Regions from separate parts of the Mus musculus genome. Here regions 2, 3 and 4 are each linked to region 1. Evidence: chromatin contacts called from public capture Hi-C and promoter capture Hi-C data. All regions are on one chromosome and are shown on one strand. Each heading gives the region's core, a stretch centred on a gene start, on an enhancer-like site or on the middle of the called end of the contact. The rest is flanking DNA. Distances are from core to core; before and after follow the strand shown. Region 1 holds the start of Nicn1 (nicolin 1). Region 2 holds the start of Sema3f (sema domain, immunoglobulin domain (Ig), short basic domain, secreted, (semaphorin) 3F). Region 3 holds the start of Pfkfb4 (6-phosphofructo-2-kinase/fructose-2,6-biphosphatase 4). Region 4 holds the start of Gnai2 (guanine nucleotide binding protein (G protein), alpha inhibiting 2).

Evidence for each region. Promoter capture Hi-C pulls out the DNA fragments that hold promoters and counts their contacts. Capture Hi-C pulls out chosen DNA fragments and counts their contacts.
Region 2: a capture Hi-C map of macrophages shows a contact between it and region 1, with 2.4 times the contacts expected there. The contact joins the promoter of Sema3f here to the promoter of Nicn1 in region 1. A contact is called at or near these places in 1 of 39 promoter capture datasets (liver), 2 of 115 datasets of contacts at active chromatin or transcription factors (acute myeloid leukemia and pancreatic cancer cells) and 1 of 9 other capture datasets (macrophages).
Region 3: a promoter capture Hi-C map of neutrophils shows a contact between it and region 1, with 2.7 times the contacts expected there. The contact joins the promoter of Pfkfb4 here to the promoter of Nicn1 in region 1. A contact is called at or near these places in 2 of 39 promoter capture datasets (neutrophils and pre-B cells) and 1 of 484 Hi-C or Micro-C datasets (B cells).
Region 4: a promoter capture Hi-C map of neural stem cells shows a contact between it and region 1. The contact joins the promoter of Gnai2 here to the promoter of Nicn1 in region 1. A contact is called at or near these places in 7 of 39 promoter capture datasets (the C10 cell line, hematopoietic stem and progenitor cells, liver and 3 more), 1 of 484 Hi-C or Micro-C datasets (cardiomyocytes), 6 of 115 datasets of contacts at active chromatin or transcription factors (astrocytes, bone marrow-derived dendritic cells, bone marrow-derived macrophages and 3 more) and 2 of 9 other capture datasets (adipose tissue and liver).

Annotation. Positions count from the first base shown.
Region 1 is chr9:108,289,118-108,291,901 of GRCm38.p6, reverse strand. It overlaps Nicn1 (nicolin 1), which reads right to left and starts at 1,459. Exons shown (of 6, transcript NM_025449.4): 1 at 1,240-1,459. The coding sequence starts at 1,371.
Region 2 is chr9:107,708,476-107,711,269 of GRCm38.p6, reverse strand. It overlaps Sema3f (sema domain, immunoglobulin domain (Ig), short basic domain, secreted, (semaphorin) 3F), which reads left to right and starts at 1,308. Exons shown (of 18, transcript NM_001379496.1): 1 at 1,308-1,852.
Region 3 is chr9:108,990,505-108,993,492 of GRCm38.p6, reverse strand. Pfkfb4 (6-phosphofructo-2-kinase/fructose-2,6-biphosphatase 4) reads right to left here and starts at 1,591. Exons shown (of 14, transcript NM_173019.5): 1 at 1,381-1,591. The coding sequence starts at 1,477.
Region 4 is chr9:107,633,884-107,636,635 of GRCm38.p6, reverse strand. Gnai2 (guanine nucleotide binding protein (G protein), alpha inhibiting 2) reads left to right here and starts at 1,293. Exons shown (of 9, transcript NM_008138.5): 1 at 1,293-1,536. The coding sequence starts at 1,419.

The DNA of each region.
Region 1 (2,784 bases), core at 210-2,709:
TACTTACATATAACAATAAATAAATCTTTAAAAAAAAAAAAAAGAATAATAGTAGGGCCGGGCAGTGGTGGCCCACGCCTTTAATCCCAGCACTTGGGAGGCAAAGGCAGGCAGATTTCTGAGTTTGAGGCCAGCCTGGTCTACAGAGTGAGTTCCAGGACAGCCAGGGCTACACAGAGAAACCCTGTCTCGAAAAACAAAAAGCAACAGCAAAAAAGAAGAATAGTAGGATCCTGCACTGGAGGGGTTTGGGGAGCCTAGAGTACCAACTGCCATAGCAGTAGTTTCCATCTCGATGCACACCAGCATCACCTATGGAACTTAAACAAAACAAAACAAAACACACAAAAGCACAGATATCAGGACTAGAGAGATGGCTCAGCAATGAAGAGTACTTGGTGCTCTTGCAGAGGACCAGGTTTGGTTCCCAGCACCTACACGGCACCTCACAGCTGTTCATAACTCCAGTTCCAGAGGATTCAGAACCTTTTTCTGGCCTCTACTAGTACCAGCCATGCACAAGGTATATATGCAGACATGCAAAAACAACACTCATAGATTTAAAATAAAGCTTTTTTAAAATAAAAATATTAAATAAGTAAATAAAAATATAGATGTCAAAGATCCACCTCAAACACACTGACTCAGATTTTCCAGGGTCGGATCAATTAACTAGGTTTCCCCAGATTGTTGGGAAGCAACATCTTGCGAGAGAATGACATATTGTAATACAAAGCACATAGAGCCAAGAGGGTGGGTAAGGGAAGGATGCTATGCCATTAGAGGTAGCCTTTGTCCTGTGTTGAGGTCATGCAACGCCCTGTCACTGTCAGTTGAAATGGAAGAACAACTAGGGATTGGAAACAAGTCACCAGGAGGACCTAGATGAAGGCTAGGTTGCACCTGACCTGTGGCAGGGGCCACTGGAATGGTACGTTTGCATCATTGTTTGACGATTGCAGCTACGGCCGAAATCAAATATCCTCTCACTTGTACTGAGATTCAAATTGTAGTTCCAGTGATATCCTGGGCACTGGGAAGAGATGCTGAAGAGGATAGGACGGGAAACTCTAGTCTATTTAATAAAGCTTATTAATAAAGACTGTAAATGCTTCTGAATAGGCCCAATTCGCAAAAGCAAGAGACACTGTAGAAGCTGTGTAAATGCCTAGGAAACGCCCAAGTTACTAGGTATTCCCCGCCCAGAAGCCTTGATCGCTTATATGGGGGGTTGCTCACCTCGAAAGGCGCGATGTTGGGAAAAGTGACATCGACGACCAGCACGCCAGGCCGACCTTGAGAGGTCCTCATGTCGCCCACTTGCAGGGCTACAGTGCTTTTCACATGACAGGGCACCAACACACGGGACATGATTTGGGAGATTACAACCAAGCAAAATCACCGCTCACAGTCTCCATCCAACCACTAGCTCTTATTGGCGTCCCTTATCAACCAAAAGAACTACAACTCCCAGGCCACATAACGTTTGTAACAGTTCAGCCAATCACCGATGATCAGGGCGGGTCAAGAGTCGGAAATGTCAACGGAAGTTCTTCTTCAACCAATCATCCTCGCGTCTGTAAGTCCCTCCCGGGCTGCTCCGGGCAACCGTCGAGCCGTTCTTTATCCAAAGGATCCAGAATGCTTTGGGCTGTCTTATCCCTCACTTAAATTCTGCTACTTTATTAGGTTAAGATGTATAAAACAATCAGGCGTTTAGTGTCACTCGCTTTCAATCCCGGCACTTGGGAGGCAAAGGCAGGCAGGTCTCCGAGTTCGAAGCCAGTCTGGTCTACAGAGAGTTCCAGGACAGCCAAGGATGTTACACAAAGGAATTATTTCTCCATAGCATCCACAAGATCCATCTGGGTACAACCCGAGGTATATGGCAACTTAAGGGATATGGCACCTTTTCCTGACCTCGGAACTATGGTATTTTTAAAACTACAAACCAGATCAGGTATATTGGTGCAAGCCTTTAATCCCAACATTGAGGAGGCAGAGTCAGAAGCAGGTGAATCACTGAGAGTTTAAAACCAATCTGATTTACAAAGAGAGTTCCAAGCCAGTCCTGTCTCAAAAACAAACAAACAAACAAACAAAGTGGGGTCACAAGGTATTGATTCACTCCTGTAATCCCACCAAAATTGTAAAATTTAGTTAAGAAATAAAATGCCAGGCATTGGTGACACTTTAGTTAACCCAGCACTTGGAAGGTAGAAGCAGAATCGGTAAGATCAGAGGTTCAAGGCTAATCTCATGAATGTAGTAGGTTTCAGGTTAGCTTGGGCTATGTGAGGCCCTAGCTAAAAAAAAAAAAAAAAAAAAAAAAAAAAAAAAGCAAAACAGTCAATAAATTGATTGACCGGAGAAGAGGCAAATACTTGGTTTGGGATTTGTTTATTTTTTGAGACAAGATCTCACTACAGATGTAGATGAAGCAAACCTCAAATTCAGAGAGATCCATCTGCCTCCATAATTCTGGGATTAAAGGTATGTGTTATCATGCCAACCTACCAAGTTTTCCTTTTACATTTTATATTGAGGCATTTGGGAACATTAAAGAATCTGAGGTGTATGGTCAGGAATTTCAGTCCATGCAGCAGGAGAGATGGCTTAGCAGTTAAAAGCCCCTGCTACTTTTCCAGAGAATGAAGTTTAGTTCCCAAAACTCCCATCAGGCTCCAATGAATGCCTGTAACTTAAATGCTCTCTTCTGGCCTCTAGGGAAATTTGAACTTATGTGTACATACCCCTACACAGCCCCTTGTGCATTGCGTACAC
Region 2 (2,794 bases), core at 59-2,558, 580 kb after region 1:
TGACATTAGGGAGAAGATCAGATCGGTGCTGTCCCTCACTACAGCAGGTAGACATTTCCTCACCTTAAACAGCCAGGCCCTCTTGGAAGCATAGGAAGTACCCCACTTGTGAGTCAGGTGACCCTCAGTAGTATCCCAGCAGCCCTCTGATACCCACCTAATGCACACAGTCAGCCAGCCAGTGGGTCAGAGGAAGAGTGGCTCTTCTGGGAGTTGTAGCCAGGAAAAGGAGAGGATGGAGGAAGAAGAAAAGAGAAATGGAAAAGGAAGACAGGAGGAAAGAGGGGTAGGAAGGGGAGGAAGAAGACAAATGGAGGACTGAGTGGGGAGAGAGCAGAAGGCAGAGAGAAAGAAAGGAGGAAGACAGAAGAGAAGGGAGAGAAGAGGAGGGAATAGGAGATGGAGGACAGGGAGGAAGCAGAGGACAAAGAGGGCCAAAGCCTCCTGGGACCACAGCAAGAGTGTATGGGGAAGGGCTGAGAAGTGGTTCTGGCTGATGAGGCCATGACCTTGGGGGATGGGCTGCTCAGAGGGACCCTTCCTGGGGTCAGGGGAGGCTCTTGCTCAATTGTTGAGATTTGAAAGCAAGTGCCCTTTTCATAGCAGAGGGGTGGGGGGTATGCCTTGAGTCGTCCTCCTGTCATCTGGGTTCTCTGGAATATGGCACTGTAAAGGGAAAGTCTGTGAGGACCGCTGGCTTGAAATGAGACTTACTGGTGTTTGAGGTGATCACTTGGAGCATTTGGCTAGCTGGACAGAGCTAGTGGCTGGGCTGCACCCACTTGACCTACTCTGGAGGTAGCCATCTGTCGGAAGGTCCAGAAGTGCCAACCGTCCCAAGGGCTGCACCGCCACCTGCTGAGAGGCCTGGGCCATCCCAGGTCCTTCGCCGCTGGGCCGTGGCTGGCAGCAAGTAGGAAGGAGGAACGCGGAAGGGGGCGCGCAGGTGAGTGCTAGCTGGTTGCTCCCCTGCGCTCCAGCCCTTCTCACCAGGGAGTTGAATGCCCGGGTAAACACCAGGCGCGATGTGCGCCGTGTATCCACGGAGAGACAAAGCCAGGGCGGGGCGGGGGCGCCGCCCGCGATGCCAGGGCGGGGGTGCAGGGTGCAGAGCAGTCTCCCCTGGCGCGGGTTGCCCACCGCCTGGGAACCCTGAGCCCTGCCCGCGGACAGGTGGAGCGGGGGCGGGGCGGTGGCCGGGAGGGTCCCGCCCCGGAGGTGGGGCCGGGCGGGCCCGGCGGGGCGGGGCCGTGCTATGCAAATGTCGCCCACGGGCGGCCAATTGCCTGCGCTCCGCGCGCGGCTCCGAGCGTCCCGTCCCGCCAGCGGCCTCGAGACCTGAGCAGCTAGGGAACAAACCGCAGCGGTCCAGGGAGCCCCGAGCGCAGCGTAGAGCCAGGGTACGCTTCGAGGACCCGCGCAGCCCCGCTCGGTCTCCGGGCCCTAGTCAGACAGCCAGGCAAGCGCAGCGCCACCCGGCCGAGCCCAGCGCAGCGCTCTGTAGCCTAGCGCGCGCCACCGCCCGCGCCCCGCACCGGGGAATGCGCCCTCGGCGCGCAGGCCAGGGGGCGCCCGCAGCCCGCCCCGGGGGAGGCGGCCCCGAGCGCCCCTGAGCCTTTCCATGGCCCGGGCTAGGGCCCGGGGCCTCGGCTGCTGACGTGCACGAAGCCAGGGGACCCAGTGAAGCCGAGTCCGCGGTGCGGATCCCGGCTCAGGCTAAGAGACAAGAGGGCGCGGACAGGGCCGTGGCCCGGGGGGGGGGCAGCTAAAGCGGACCGGCCGGACGCGAACCTCTCCGCTGCTGCGGCGGCCACCGCTGCCCGGGCGCCCAGGCCCCGCCGCCGTGGACGAGGTGAGTACGGAGAGAACACGACCTCCCGACCCCACTAGGATCCGCGGCACTGCAACTCCTTAGAAGTGCGCGAGGTCTGGCGAACCGTGGCACACTGTCTGCGGGTACCAGGCGACAGAACTAGGATGTGCTTCATACCTGTCCCGGCGTCCTGAACCTCCCCGGTTCCCGGGCGCTGTAAAGATGTGTGTGTGACTAGGTGATGTGGCCTGCGGGATCACTGGTGTGTGAATTAACTTTTTCCACCCCCGCAAGGTTTTGGGTGGGTACCCTTACCCTCGTTGAGTGGGAGTTCGGATCCTTCTGTTTTAGTCCTCTGCTGACGCCTGCACTCTTTCCCAAACGGCGCGTTTGCACTGCCACAGTGTCTCTAATCTGAAGACCAGGTCAGCCCCAGGGGAAGGTCTAAATTGGAAGCCCCCACGTGGAGGGTCGCCCGGAACCGCAAGACAAGGGGATCTGTTTCCAAATGGGCTTTTCTTTCAGCCATTTGCCGATCTCCTGGCCCCCAGCTGCCTCTCGGTCCTTCTCCGGTTCAGGGGTCTCGGTGTAAGTGAGGTGTTGTTAAGTTGGAAGAGCCTGGGGTCAAGCCCCAGTTTGAACCACGGACCCTAGTGGTGAAGTGGGCAAGGGACCATGGGGGGTGGCGGGTTGTCTAGAGCAGGTGAGGTAAGGAAAGTGTCAAGATGAAGAGTCCTTTGGAACTAAGGCTGGGGTCCCAGCCGGACCTATAACTCCTCATTCTTGAAATAGGTGCATTTTGCCACCAGACCATTAACATCTGGGGAGAGGACAGACTGAAGCCTCCCTGTGTCCACCGTGGAGCTGGGCCAGGTAGAAGGAGTCCTGTTTCCCCGAATTCACTCTTTCTCCAGTACCCGCTACCCTAGTTACAGATAGGGGAAAACTGGGCCCGGGGGTGGGATGGAGCCGGGGCTGCTT
Region 3 (2,988 bases), core at 342-2,841, 700 kb before region 1:
GATCACACAGCTGGTCCAGGATGTGGCTTGAGCGTTACTGTCCCCAAAGTCCAGGTCCCTGCCCTTCTGTAACGGGGGCAGCCACCCTCTGGTCTGGACGGCTGTCCTAATAGACTGGCAAGGAGCTTCTGATTAATTCTTCCTTTTGGAAGCTGGCCAGGCTAAATCCACAGCCCCTGAGGACTCAGAATGTGTCTGTCTGCACAGCTATGGCTCCACCAGTACCCATACTGTGGTCAGAGCCACCACCCACAGGAACACAGTCTGCTTCTGAACTACTGCCATTCTAGGAGGACCCAAGTCATGATCATATAACACACGCCTTCCCCACTCCCAACCCCTCTCATTATGGTAATGGTCAAAGTCGTGGCCTCAGGCTGGCCTTGGCCACAGAAGCGTAGAGGACCCTCCCCTCCCTTATCACACACAGCAGCCTTTAGGAATGCACGGAGACCCTGGCACATCACACAACAGCCTGATCTCCATTTCCATATCTGCGCCACCAGTTGTACGAGATGTTCTCTGAGGTCTTTGCCAAGCTGCAAATTCATTACAATATTTGAGTTACTTATAAAACAATTTTTTTCTTTTCCCTGTCAATAAAAAATTACAGACTCGTTCAAGAACAAACAGAAAAGCCAAGGAAGTAGATGAGAACACTCAGGATCCCAGAAGAGGTAAGTCACTTCGCAATTCACAAATTCCAGCATAGTTCTTTGATGTTTGACTCTCCTGTGCAGTTATTTAACAGTGAACTCAAGTGGGTGCTTCCACATCCAGGGGCACAGATATAGGTCCATATGGTGTGCCGTTCCCACTGTCCAAATCTTGACAACTGTACTCCCCCAAAGTTCCTCTAAAACTTTGGCATTAAAACCAAGGGGTACCTGAGGACTACTAACTAGCCCATGGCTAGGCTTTCAAAAGTTCTCAGCTCAAAGAAGCCAACTGCCTTGTCTGGAGCTACACAACTCAGTTTCCAGCCAGACTTCCCGCTAGCCCACTCTGTGGCCAGGAGAGAGTAAAGAGCCACGGCCACAAACGAAGTCCTCTTCTATACACAGGCACTGGAAACAGCTCGGGTCGGTGCCTATCCACTGGGTCAGACCCAGTCTCCAACAGACTGAGATGTCCCCTCACATCTGTCCCCACTCCTGCTTCACCACACTTCTGCGGGCCACTGTCACGGTACCACGGTCACTCCCGCTCACCTGTTCTCAGCCTCTCACCTGTCCCCGACTCCGCCCACCAGTTACAATAGCCTCACCGGTGCCTGCTTCTCTACCAGTCTCCTGCCTTTTCACTCGAGACCCTCGTCTAGGCCGTCTACCCACCCATCAGGGTTCACCTTCTCTCTCTCCTTTAGGACCCCGGTCTTACCACCACGCTGGCTGGCGTGCAGAGCGGGCCTGCCATTGCTGTACGGCATCCAGATCTTCTTCAGGGGATTCTGGGTCAGTTCCCGTGGAGACGCCATCCCTGGGCTGGGATGAATCGGACTGCGCTGCTACTCACCCAGCAACCGGGCCACCTCGGGCCACCCGAGGTCCCGCCCCTCCGGCCCCGCCCACCCTCTAGCGGCTCCAACTCTTGTCAATCTTCTCGCAGGCCCGCCCCAGAACTAATAGGCTCCACCCAAACTAAAGAGGCACTGGCCTACGACTACGCATGCCCAATTTTACTATAGCTTCTTTTGGACTAAGCACGCCCCATCCGTCAAACCAGAGTTGATAACGCGCATGCTCAATACTAGCTACCTTTGACACCCGGATTATGCAGACCCCGCCCCGGATGTGAAGTTTACTGTACTCAACCAGATTGTTCTTATATGCATAGGCCCCACTCATGGTCCCGCCCAGGGTGCTGCAGCCCTGCCCCAAAGCTTGTGTGGCCTCTTACTCCCTTGAGAAATGTGACCTCACAGTCGCCTACTGAGAAGGGTACGGAGAAGCTGAGCAGGCCTGCGTGATCCTCAGAGCCGGATAGTCTGGACCAGCGTGGCACTTGTCCCTGAATGGCTCTAATGACTGACTTGCTGCCCTGGAAGTCAACCACCGCTGCGCCCTCCTGGACCTTCTTCGTTCCTCCTCGGTTGCTTTTAGCCTTGAAACTTCCCGGGTCCACAAGAACAACTTGTTCAACCACACAGAAAAAGTTCCCTTCTCTTAGGGACATAAACACAGAATACATCTCAAAATCGACCATGTTTTGGCCTGGCTGCTGGGGAATTTAGGCTAAATCTCTGAAATATATGAACAAGCTGTTTGGGGTCTCACTAAGCAGTATTCTGATTTTCTTCCCAGGATTTATATTTTACCAATTATAATTTTATTGCTGTTTGGTTTTTCTTTCTTTTGGGGGGGAGAAGAAGGGCTGGTTTCATGTTGCCAGGCTGTCCTGGAACTTAATGTGTAGCTGAGGATAACCTTGAACTTCTGCTCATCTTGCTTTCACCTTCCAAGCTCCAGTGTTTCCACAGAGTTTATGCAGGGAATCGAACCTAGAGAACCTAAGGCTTTGTGTATGCTAAGTAAGCTAACCCCAGCCCCAATTAGTGTTTTAATAATGAATTTTTTTTTTAACGAGCTTCTGTCTCTTCATCAGGAAAATGAGATGCAGACGTCATCAATTTTACAAGACTGTGGTACAGATTAAATGTGTCAGCCTCAGAAATCTGTTTAAAAACATGTGGGCGTTCTCATTCATTATATTACCTCCCTCTCTGCCTTTGAAAATGTACTGGGACAAGGGCCCAGGGCCAGGGCTGGCAGCTCAGGCTTAAGGGCTAAAGTGGTACCATATGAACGAATTCTCCAGCTGGGCGACCCCCAGTGAACATGACCCCTTAGAGGCCAGTGAGGGGTGGTGTTCGGAAGTCACTCTTCTGCGTTTGACCCCCACCAGTCTCCAGAAAGCTCAGGCCTCTTCTTTCTGCTCAGCCCCGCCTCTCCAAACTGTATATTTTCTGTGCAGGCCCCAGCAACAGGG
Region 4 (2,752 bases), core at 44-2,543, 660 kb after region 1:
CCATGTGGTTGCTGGGATTTGAACTCGGGACCTGCGGAAGAGCAGTCAATGCTCTTAACCGCTGAGCCATCCCTCCCGCCCCCCATTTATTTATTATTACATGTAAGTACACTGTAGCTGTCTTCAGACACACCAGAAGAAGGTGTCAGATCTCATTAAGGATGGTTGTGAGCCACCATGTGGGTACTGGGATTTGAACTCAGGATCTCCAGAAGAGCAGTCGGCACTCTTAACCGCTGAGTCATCTCTCCAGCCCTGTGACCAACTCTTAATGGCAGTGTCCTTCTCTGGCTTTAGTCTGGGGCCACTCAGAACACCTTGCACACTTCAATCGTCCAATCAAAGTTGGTGGGTCATAGGCCCCTCTTAAAAAGCAGATCACAAAGATTGGAAATAGCTCCACTTCCACCTTTGCACAGCCACAGGATCACAGCCACTACCCAGAAGAGACATGGAACTGAAGAAGCCTCTAGAAGCTGACAGAGGATGGAAGGAACAGATTATAGGATCATGGCAACGTTTGTTTCCTTAAGTCCAATGACAACTCTCTCTTGTCTATCTCTCCTAGAGTCCAGTCTCATTGGTCTCTGGTTGAAGCCCCGGATTGCTGCCTGCAGGAGAAAGGTTCCCAACCTATCAGGCAAAAGGACGACGTTTAGATGACAGAAGATAGTCCACTCAAAGGTGTAAAGGCGGCAGTGAACTCTTTTTGTTTTTAATGTGGTGCAACCTACACAGAAGAGGAGGGGGCGCTGCTTTAAAGAAAATCGAGGTCCAGAAAGAGATCATGTGACCCTCCGCAGAGTTTAGTAGATCTCCAAATAAGTTTATAGGCTCAGTTTTAGCAAGTGAAGAAGACACACCTCCTCCATCTTACTCTCATAATTCACAAATGCTCAGAGTCCTGGTTTCTATTTGGCCTGTGGCGAGGGCAGGTAGTCCTGACCCTTGGGCTACTAGATCAACTAGTCCTACAGTCCAGAAACAGAGCCTCAGGCTCTCAGCATCCAATCGGAGACTAGCTCCTCCTGCAGCCCGCCCAGAGGCCTAAGCCTGTGTTAGCTCTACCCTTGGTGTCTTCCCTCGTTGCGGCCCCGCTCTCAGCTTGCGCCTAAGGCTGGACTGAGCCTAACTTCTCCCTTGGCTCCGCCCTCCAACCAATCACCATCCCTAAATTTCCTTCGGCCCCTCCTCCAGACCCGCCCCGGCCCAGTCGCGGGCTTGGTTCGCCCGGGCCCCACCCCTGGCCCGCCCCGCCGTCGGTGCGCGGCGGCCGGGAAGGCGCCTCCCGCAGTCGCTCGGAACTGCGGACCTGAGAGCTTCCCGCAGAGGGCCGGCGGTGGGAGCGGAGTGGGTCGGGCGGGGCCGAGCCGGGCCGTGGGCCGTGTGGGGGCCAGGCCGGGCCGGCGGACGGCAGGATGGGCTGCACCGTGAGCGCCGAGGACAAGGCGGCAGCCGAGCGCTCTAAAATGATCGACAAGAACCTGCGGGAGGACGGCGAGAAGGCGGCGCGGGAGGTGAAGTTGCTTCTGTTAGGTGAGGCAGCGCCCCGTTCTGGGACCCTTGACTCTCTACGCTAATCCCCAGACAAGGACCTGAAACTGCTCAGCCTGGCCTTGCACCCTACACCTGCGCTTGAAACCAGTAGGAGCCACCCTTTTAAGATCCGAAACTCTGGATTGGTCTAGATTTATAATCCTAGTCCAGACTTCATTCAGACCCTCAACTCATCCCAGATCCCACACACCAAACCTTGTATGACTATCTCCCCCCCCCCTTGTTATCCAGTCTCAAGAGAACTCAGACCCTGCCGTGTATTTCCGCACTTTCTCAGGCTTTTCTTAAACCCTCAGCACCCTGCCGGCTCCCACCTTCAAGCCCCACCTGTTCTATTTCTCTTGGCACGAGCATTCCTTGGGACCCTGGTCAAGCCTCGACCCACTCCCTCTTTTCCTTACTCTGGGATCTGTATTCTCCCTCTTTGCACTCTGACCCTTCAAGAACCTCTTTAAGAGGGAAACTGACTACTCTCAAGTTCTCTGTAGCAGGATTCCCCGCAGGGCCTCTGTTCCAGGTCACCAGATCTCTCTTTCTCTCTGTGTGTGTGTGTCTCTCTCTCTCTCTCTGTCTCTCTCCCTCCCTCTCTCTGCAGGTATCAACCCCCAAATCATCTGCCCCTCTTTTAAGGCTTTTCTCACACTCTGCCGTTCCCTTGCTTCTGCGCCCTCCTGCCCCAGGTGGGCCTTGTTGATAGGAGGAGGGGCACCAGGGGCTGGGGTGGGCCTAGGCTGAGCTGGGCAGACCCTTTGCAAGAGGTTGGTCTGACTCTGAGAGTCACACTGGGAAACAGGGGCCAGGCCTCTAGCATTTGCGGGAAGTTCCATTCCCTGGGATCCAAGGCTTGTCTGGGCCAGGGCCAGGGGAGTCTGGGCAATAGGAGGGAACATGGAGGAGTTAGGGTTGTTGTCACTTCCAAGGCCAAGGAAGATGGTGGCTGCTGGGATGGGGGGGAAGTGGAAGTAGTGAACCAACCGACATATTGCTGCCCCTGTGTGCCGGCCTGGAGAGATCTGCTGACGGCTGCTGGGCTTCTCACACTCGGGGCTGGAACGCCAGGGATATGGCCTAGGATACTGAGTAGACCTGTTGGTTCCCCAGAGGAATACTGTGATGTGGGGGTGGTGGGCAAGCTGAATGAGGGGCTGGTAAGGAGTCTGCTGCCTGTAGCCCCGTGTGCGCTCAAGCATCCCAG